Regions from separate parts of the Macaca mulatta genome. Here region 1 is linked to region 2. Evidence: chromatin contacts called from public Hi-C data. All regions are on one chromosome and are shown on one strand. Each heading gives the region's core, a stretch centred on a gene start, on an enhancer-like site or on the middle of the called end of the contact. The rest is flanking DNA. Distances are from core to core; before and after follow the strand shown. Region 1 holds the start of STX16 (syntaxin 16). Region 2 holds the start of VAPB (VAMP associated protein B and C).

Region 1 (2,934 bases), core at 351-2,850, 250 kb before region 2:
AAAAAAAAAAAAAAAATGTTATTTTAGAGGGTTAATTTTCACATATACCTCCTCAGGCTTTTTTAAAAAGTTCGAATGGAGAGGAAAGCGTAATTTCCCGTCTGGGAAATGGAAAGTGAAGAGGCTAGCACCTCGAGTCTTAGAAACCCAAGCCCCCAGGAAGAACAGTGAAACAATTATTCATAGGGAACAAGGCCACACAAGGGCTGCGGGACCGTTAAAACGGGCAGAAAAACAAAACAAAACAAAACAACAACACAACTGCTTCCTCTTTAGGAGAGGGAGTCGTTCATTTGCAAGGATTTGGGTCCATGGTCCCGCGACCCAGCCATTAGGACCGAACTGAGGCTCACTATTGGGGGGAGGGGAGCTTCAAACAAAACGAAACAAAAAGGCTTCAGAAAGGCCCAATGCTTCCCAATGTTAGCGTTAAAACATATGTAAATTACAGGCGGCCTGTAGCGCAGTGACGCCAAGGCGGGGGATGCGCGGGGGGGGTGCTGCGGAAGTGAGGAGAAGACAAGGCAGAGGTGGAGCTGCGGCCTCACAGCACCGCTTTTTCCCCATCCAGGGTTACAGATGCCCCCTGATTCTAGCCAAGAGATCTTATTATCCTTAGTCTTATTATTCTTATCTTCTTTTATTAAACAGAGAGACAGACAGAGACAGACAAACAGGCAGAGCCGCAGTGCACACGGTCCGTGTGTCGGAGAGGCCGCCGGGAGACTCACCGCAGCAATGCTACGTGAATGCAGAGGGCTGGAGGTGGTGTGACTACTCACTTGCTCGGCTAACAGCTGCCGGTTTTGGATGGAATTATTCCGCAACAACAAGAAAGCGTCGGTTAAACGCCTGGTGGCCATGTCTCACCCTTTGTGACCCCCCTCTCAGGGGCCCCCCGCCCACTTATATTCCTGGTTTATTCACTTTCTTTCTCTTGACCCGGCCGGCCCACCCTTTCACAGAAGCTTCTCGACAAGGCCTCAGGCTTCAAGCCAAAAAGACGCAGCTGTGCCCTTCGCCAAAGCGTAGAGACCCCTCCCCAAATAACTACCTAGGCTTTCCAATTGTCTGACTCCCCCTACCCAGGACCGACTTCGATCTCTAAGCACTTGAATCCCCCCAATCCTTGCGTAGCGATCCAACGTTCCAGAGACCCCACCCCAATCCAACCTTGGATCTACAAGCGTCTAACTCGCCAATCCAGCTCTGGACTGGGAGGCCCTGAAGCCCCCTACTCCCTGAGACCCCCAAAGGTCTTTGCTCTCTACCCCTAACTTGGCTCGTAAGCGTCTAGGCCGTGCCCTGAGGTCTGGCTGTGACTCAGTTTCCCCACCAGAGGCCTGGCCTAGGCCCTCTTTGGACAACCGGAGCCAGGCCTGAGGCCTGGACTCCAGGGCGCCTGCAGCTCCCTTCTGGGGCCTTGTCTGAGCCTGCTGAGGCCCTGCCCGACCTCCTGACCCCTTCCTTTCCTGGGTGGCCTGGTCCTCCACTGCCAGCAGGCTGCTGGCCTGCAGGAGGACAGCAGGGCCTGCCTCCCCGGCCTTCTCACTCCTCTTCTCCGGCTCCCTCCATCCCCGGATCTGACTGCAGCTCAGCCCCGGGCCGTTTCCGTACTGTGGTCCCGGGTTCTGGCGTCCCCCCTGGCCCTCTTCCTGTCCGTCCCTCGCGAGTGCCCCCCTGCGACTCTCGCAAGCCTTGCTTGCAACGTTCCGGGCGCGGGAGCTCCCTGCACTCCTGCCCCGGGGCACGAGAGTGCTCCGCCCTCTCCCGGGGTGCTCCTGGGGCGCCCCGTTTCGCCTTCCCCAACTGGGTCTAGGCACTAGGAGCAGGCCAGCGAGCAGGCCCGAGCCTGGGGAGCGTGACCCCCAGGCTGCAAACCGCTGCCAGGGCCCTTGGTCCCTGCATTAGAGTGGAAGTTGCGCGGCAGGCAAATTTGGGCTCCCCGAGAGCCGAAGTTTTGGGCGCGGGGAGTTGGAGCGGGAGAGGAAAAGTTGGAGACGACTGCCTCTGCAGGCCGAGCACGCTCTACTGCAGGCGCTGGCGCTCGCTTTTTTTTTTTTTTTTTTTTTTTTTTTTTTTTTCCCACTCTGAAAAAAGATGTACCCGACAAACAACCAGGAGGAAAAAAAAGGAAAAAAAAAAAAAAAAAAAAAAAAGCGAAAGCTCCAGGCAGTCTGGCCGCGCAGCCGCCGGCAGTCGGGGGTCGTTGGGGGCGCCCGCCCTCCCCAGCTGCCGCTTTCTGTAGGTGGCACTACAGGGTCGTGGAATCTCAAGTGGAAAAGTTCCCCGAAAACTTTGACACCTCCTGCCCCCGTCCCCGCGAAAAATATCTCTGTTCCCCGCCTGGGCCCTGGCCCGGAGCACCCCGCGCCCCTGGCGTCCCGGGCCCGGTTTCTCGCCGTTGGCCAGGCCCGGGGCGCCCTAAGCACCCCGGCTTGCCGTCCCGGGCCAAGTCGGCGGGGTTCGTGCAGGGGCTCCTCGGGGCCGCGTCGGGCAGCAGCTGCCCGGGCCCGAGCACGGCGCCCAGAAACAGGCGGGCGCCCAGTGACGGAGGCTCTGGTCTGGCCCGGAGCCGCCCGGGAAGCCTGAGGCCAAGGGCCTGGCCCAGCGCTCGGCGGGAGCGGGTCGAGGGCGCAGAGCTGTGCTGCTGCGCCTTCCGGGCCCCCGGTCTGTCTAGGGCCGGCTTCCCCTTGCCGGGCGAGGGTGCGGGCCGGACTCCGGAGTGGGGTTCCAACAAAACACCTAGGCCCCAGAAGCGGCCCCCACGCGTCCTTTGTTTCTGCGTGGAACAAACTTTACACACGTGTGTTTTCCGAGGGTTTCCCGTGTGCTGAGCGCTTGCAAAGCGGAGTCGCGCCCGGGGAGACGCGAAGCCGGTGCCCGCGGCTCACCCAGGGACCCCGGCCGGACAGCGGCACCCGCGGGGCGCGT
Region 2 (2,948 bases), core at 297-2,796:
ATATAAACTGAAGAACCTCTGGCCATTCATTAATACCAGCTGAACATCTACTGTGAGCCCGCTGCTAGCGATATAGTGGAGACCTGACCTTCCAATCTACAGTACACTTCCATGGAGTCAAACTGTTCCATTTCCTACACAGCACTTAGCACTATCTGCAAAGATCACGTGTGCTGGTTTGCCTGTCCTCGTCGGAAGGTAAGCTCTATGAGAACAGAGGCCTTGTCTGTCTTGTTCATCCATCACCTCCCCAGTGCCTTCCACGGATCTGTAACGATGTTGTGTGCTGGTTTGTCTGTCCTCGTCGGAAGCTAAGCTCTCTGAGAGCAGAGGCCTTGTCTGTCTTGTTCATCCATCACCTCCCTAGTGCCTTCCACATCACTGGATACAAGCAAAAAGAAGGAATGAGCATGTCAGACCTTTTACCTCGTGGCCCTGGTGAAGGTAGGAAAAAAAAAAAAAAAAAGAACAACATAGAAAACATAAAGGCACAAATTACAGAGATAATAGTGTCTGGGAGAAACCAGGGTCATGGTTTCCCACCACCGCAGGTGTTGCTCCAGGCAGCTCTGCGGAGCAAAAGGATCCCAGCACCTTGGCAGCCTCCCTCAGCTGCATCCAGGAGGCACCATGAGGGAGGCAGTGAACGGAAAATGGGACCAATCCCATCAGAAGGCCTGAGGAGGTTCATTTGTTGGTTCAACAGGTATTTCCTAGGCGTCTAATGTGTGCTGGGTACACAGCAGCGAACTGACAAGAGCCTGTCCTCATGCAGTTTCCTTTCTAGTGTTGAAACAGTGATTTTGAGTACGAAAAGTGCGGTGCTGACCACGAAACAGTGACAGAATGGGGACAGCAGGAGAGCAGGTGTGCACGGTGGGCTGGGTGGCCACAGCAGGCCTCTCTGGGCAGGTGATACCTCAACTAAACCCTGAGGTCAACACTGTCACAGAGCAGGGGAAGAACCTTCCAGGCAACAGCAGCGGCGGAGGCTCACACTAAAGTGATCACAAACTGGTCACTAAGTTACAAGGCAAAGTGACAAGTGCCTCGAAGGCAAGTCCCAGGAGGCTGGGGGTCGGGGAGGAGGCAGAGGCCCTAGCTCCTGCACCAGCCCTCTCGGGTCCCGGCCGCTCCGCGCATTTCTGGGGCGCGCGCTGAGCGCCAAGGCCCGGCCCGGCCTCGCCGGCCCCCACGACAGCGCCGTCGGGGTGGGGACGAGGGCCGACGTCACCCGCCGCGCCGGACTCCGTCCCTCCAGCACTGGGGCGGGGGCCGCAAGCATGAAGGTGGCGGCCTCTGGGGCTTACCTCGGAATTTGAGCTCGTGCTGCGGCTCGAGGCTCAGGACCTGCTCCACCTTCGCCATGTTCCTCAGCGGCGGAGCACCTTTGGCGGGGAGACCCCTGAGAGGTCACCGGGGCGGGAAGCGTTAATGCCGCGCCCGCTTTAAGTTTTACAAAAAAGGGGGGACCAGTCGGGGCACGGGTGAGAGTCTTCGACGGGGTGCGCGCGCTGGGGGGGGTCGTTCTACGCGGTGCAGGCTCAGGGGCGGAGGGCGAGGGCGAGGCCGCGGTGCCCGGCGAGCTGACGGCACGCACGCACGCACGCACGCACGCACAGGCGTACACACGCACGCACGCAGCAGGCTGGCCCGCTCGGGCGGCGGGAAGCTGCGCCCTGCGCCGCCAGCTCCAGGGGCGGGGACTAAAGCTGCGCGCGTGGAGCCCCACCCGGGACAGTGCGCAGGCGCGGTACAAGCCACGGGGGCGGAACTGCAGGGCAGCAAGGGGCGGGGCTTCGCGCTGCTCAGGAGGCGGGGTTTGTAGTCCGGCTACGACTGCAGCCGCGAAAACTATTAAGGGTCCGCTGGGGGCCAGCCTCGTGTTAAATGCTTTATTCAGTAACAACAATTAGAATAAACTTCCACTTTTCTCTTGCTTATGTAGTGCCAGGCACTGTTAGAGACTTTGAATAATAGTCAAAGTACTTAGTATAAACATGATGTTTATGGGTGAGTGATATGGGCTAAGCACTGTGACGTCTTGTAAATAATAATTATAAATATAATAAACTACCAATTATTGCTTATTTCGTATCACTCTGCTGAATGCTTCCAATGACAACAGCAGCTACAATAAATACAAGCTACTCTACGTTAAATGTTTATTAGGCAACTGGCACTGTGCTGAATTTTTACTAGTAAATTCGATTTGTTTATGCAATAAATATTTAGAAATACAATGATCAGAAAAGCTAACCTGATTCCAATCCTTTTACTGTAGCCTAGTGAAGAGACATTTTGAATAAATAACCACACAAGTAAGTTAAATAATTAAAAATTGCTGGAGAATCCAGATCTGCTTGACCTCAAAAATGGATACTCTACATCATGATTACCGTTTAAATTGTATTTCATTATATTATGTTCACTGTGAAAGTAAAGTAGGTGTTCTTAATAGTCTCCTATACATACCAATATAGGTGAAACAAACATGGCAAATTGCTAACAATGGCTGACTTGACATCGCAGGTACATGGTTTTCTTGTACTGTTTCTCCCACTTTTCTGTATACTTGAAATTTTTCATGATAAACAGATTTCTTGGAAGAATAATCTTTGTATTTTAACTGTAGCATTTAGTCCATTTACATTTATTATATTTACTAATATATCTGGAATTATTTCTACCATCGTATTTTGTTATTTCTACTTGTCCTGCCTGTTTTGTTTTTCTTTTTTTTTTCCCCTTTCTTCTTTGGGGTTTATTTTTATTCTCATTCTTATTTTCTTCACCTACATACTCTATTTCTAAGTTTTAGTGGTTACTTGAAAATTTTGGGCATGCATGCTTACCTTGTGAAAGTCCAGTATGTTTAAATATTTGTAAAAATGTCTTTACCCTGTTTCCTTAAAATATGAAGACTTCGGAGTACTTTAATCACCCAT

What was found. Hi-C and Micro-C count contacts between places; a contact is called where the count stands out from the background.
Region 1: a Hi-C map of fetal cortex germinal zone shows a contact between it and region 2, with 1.9 times the contacts expected there. The contact joins the promoter of STX16 here to the promoter of VAPB in region 2. A contact is called at or near these places in 2 of 14 Hi-C or Micro-C datasets (fetal cortex germinal zone and fetal cortical plate).

What each region holds. Positions count from the first base shown.
Region 1 is chr10:111,443,076-111,446,009 of T2T-MMU8v2.0, reverse strand. STX16 (syntaxin 16) reads right to left here and starts at 1,600. Exons shown (of 9, transcript NM_001257651.1): 1 at 783-1,600. The coding sequence starts at 863. It overlaps LOC144332207 (a long non-coding RNA gene), which reads left to right. Exons shown (of 3, transcript XR_013400091.1): 3 at 652-849.
Region 2 is chr10:111,191,575-111,194,522 of T2T-MMU8v2.0, reverse strand. VAPB (VAMP associated protein B and C) reads right to left here and starts at 1,546. Exons shown (of 6, transcript NM_001257488.1): 1 at 1,311-1,546. The coding sequence starts at 1,368. LOC144332204 (a long non-coding RNA gene) reads left to right here. Exons shown (of 2, transcript XR_013400081.1): 1 at 1-1,211; 2 at 1,262-1,620.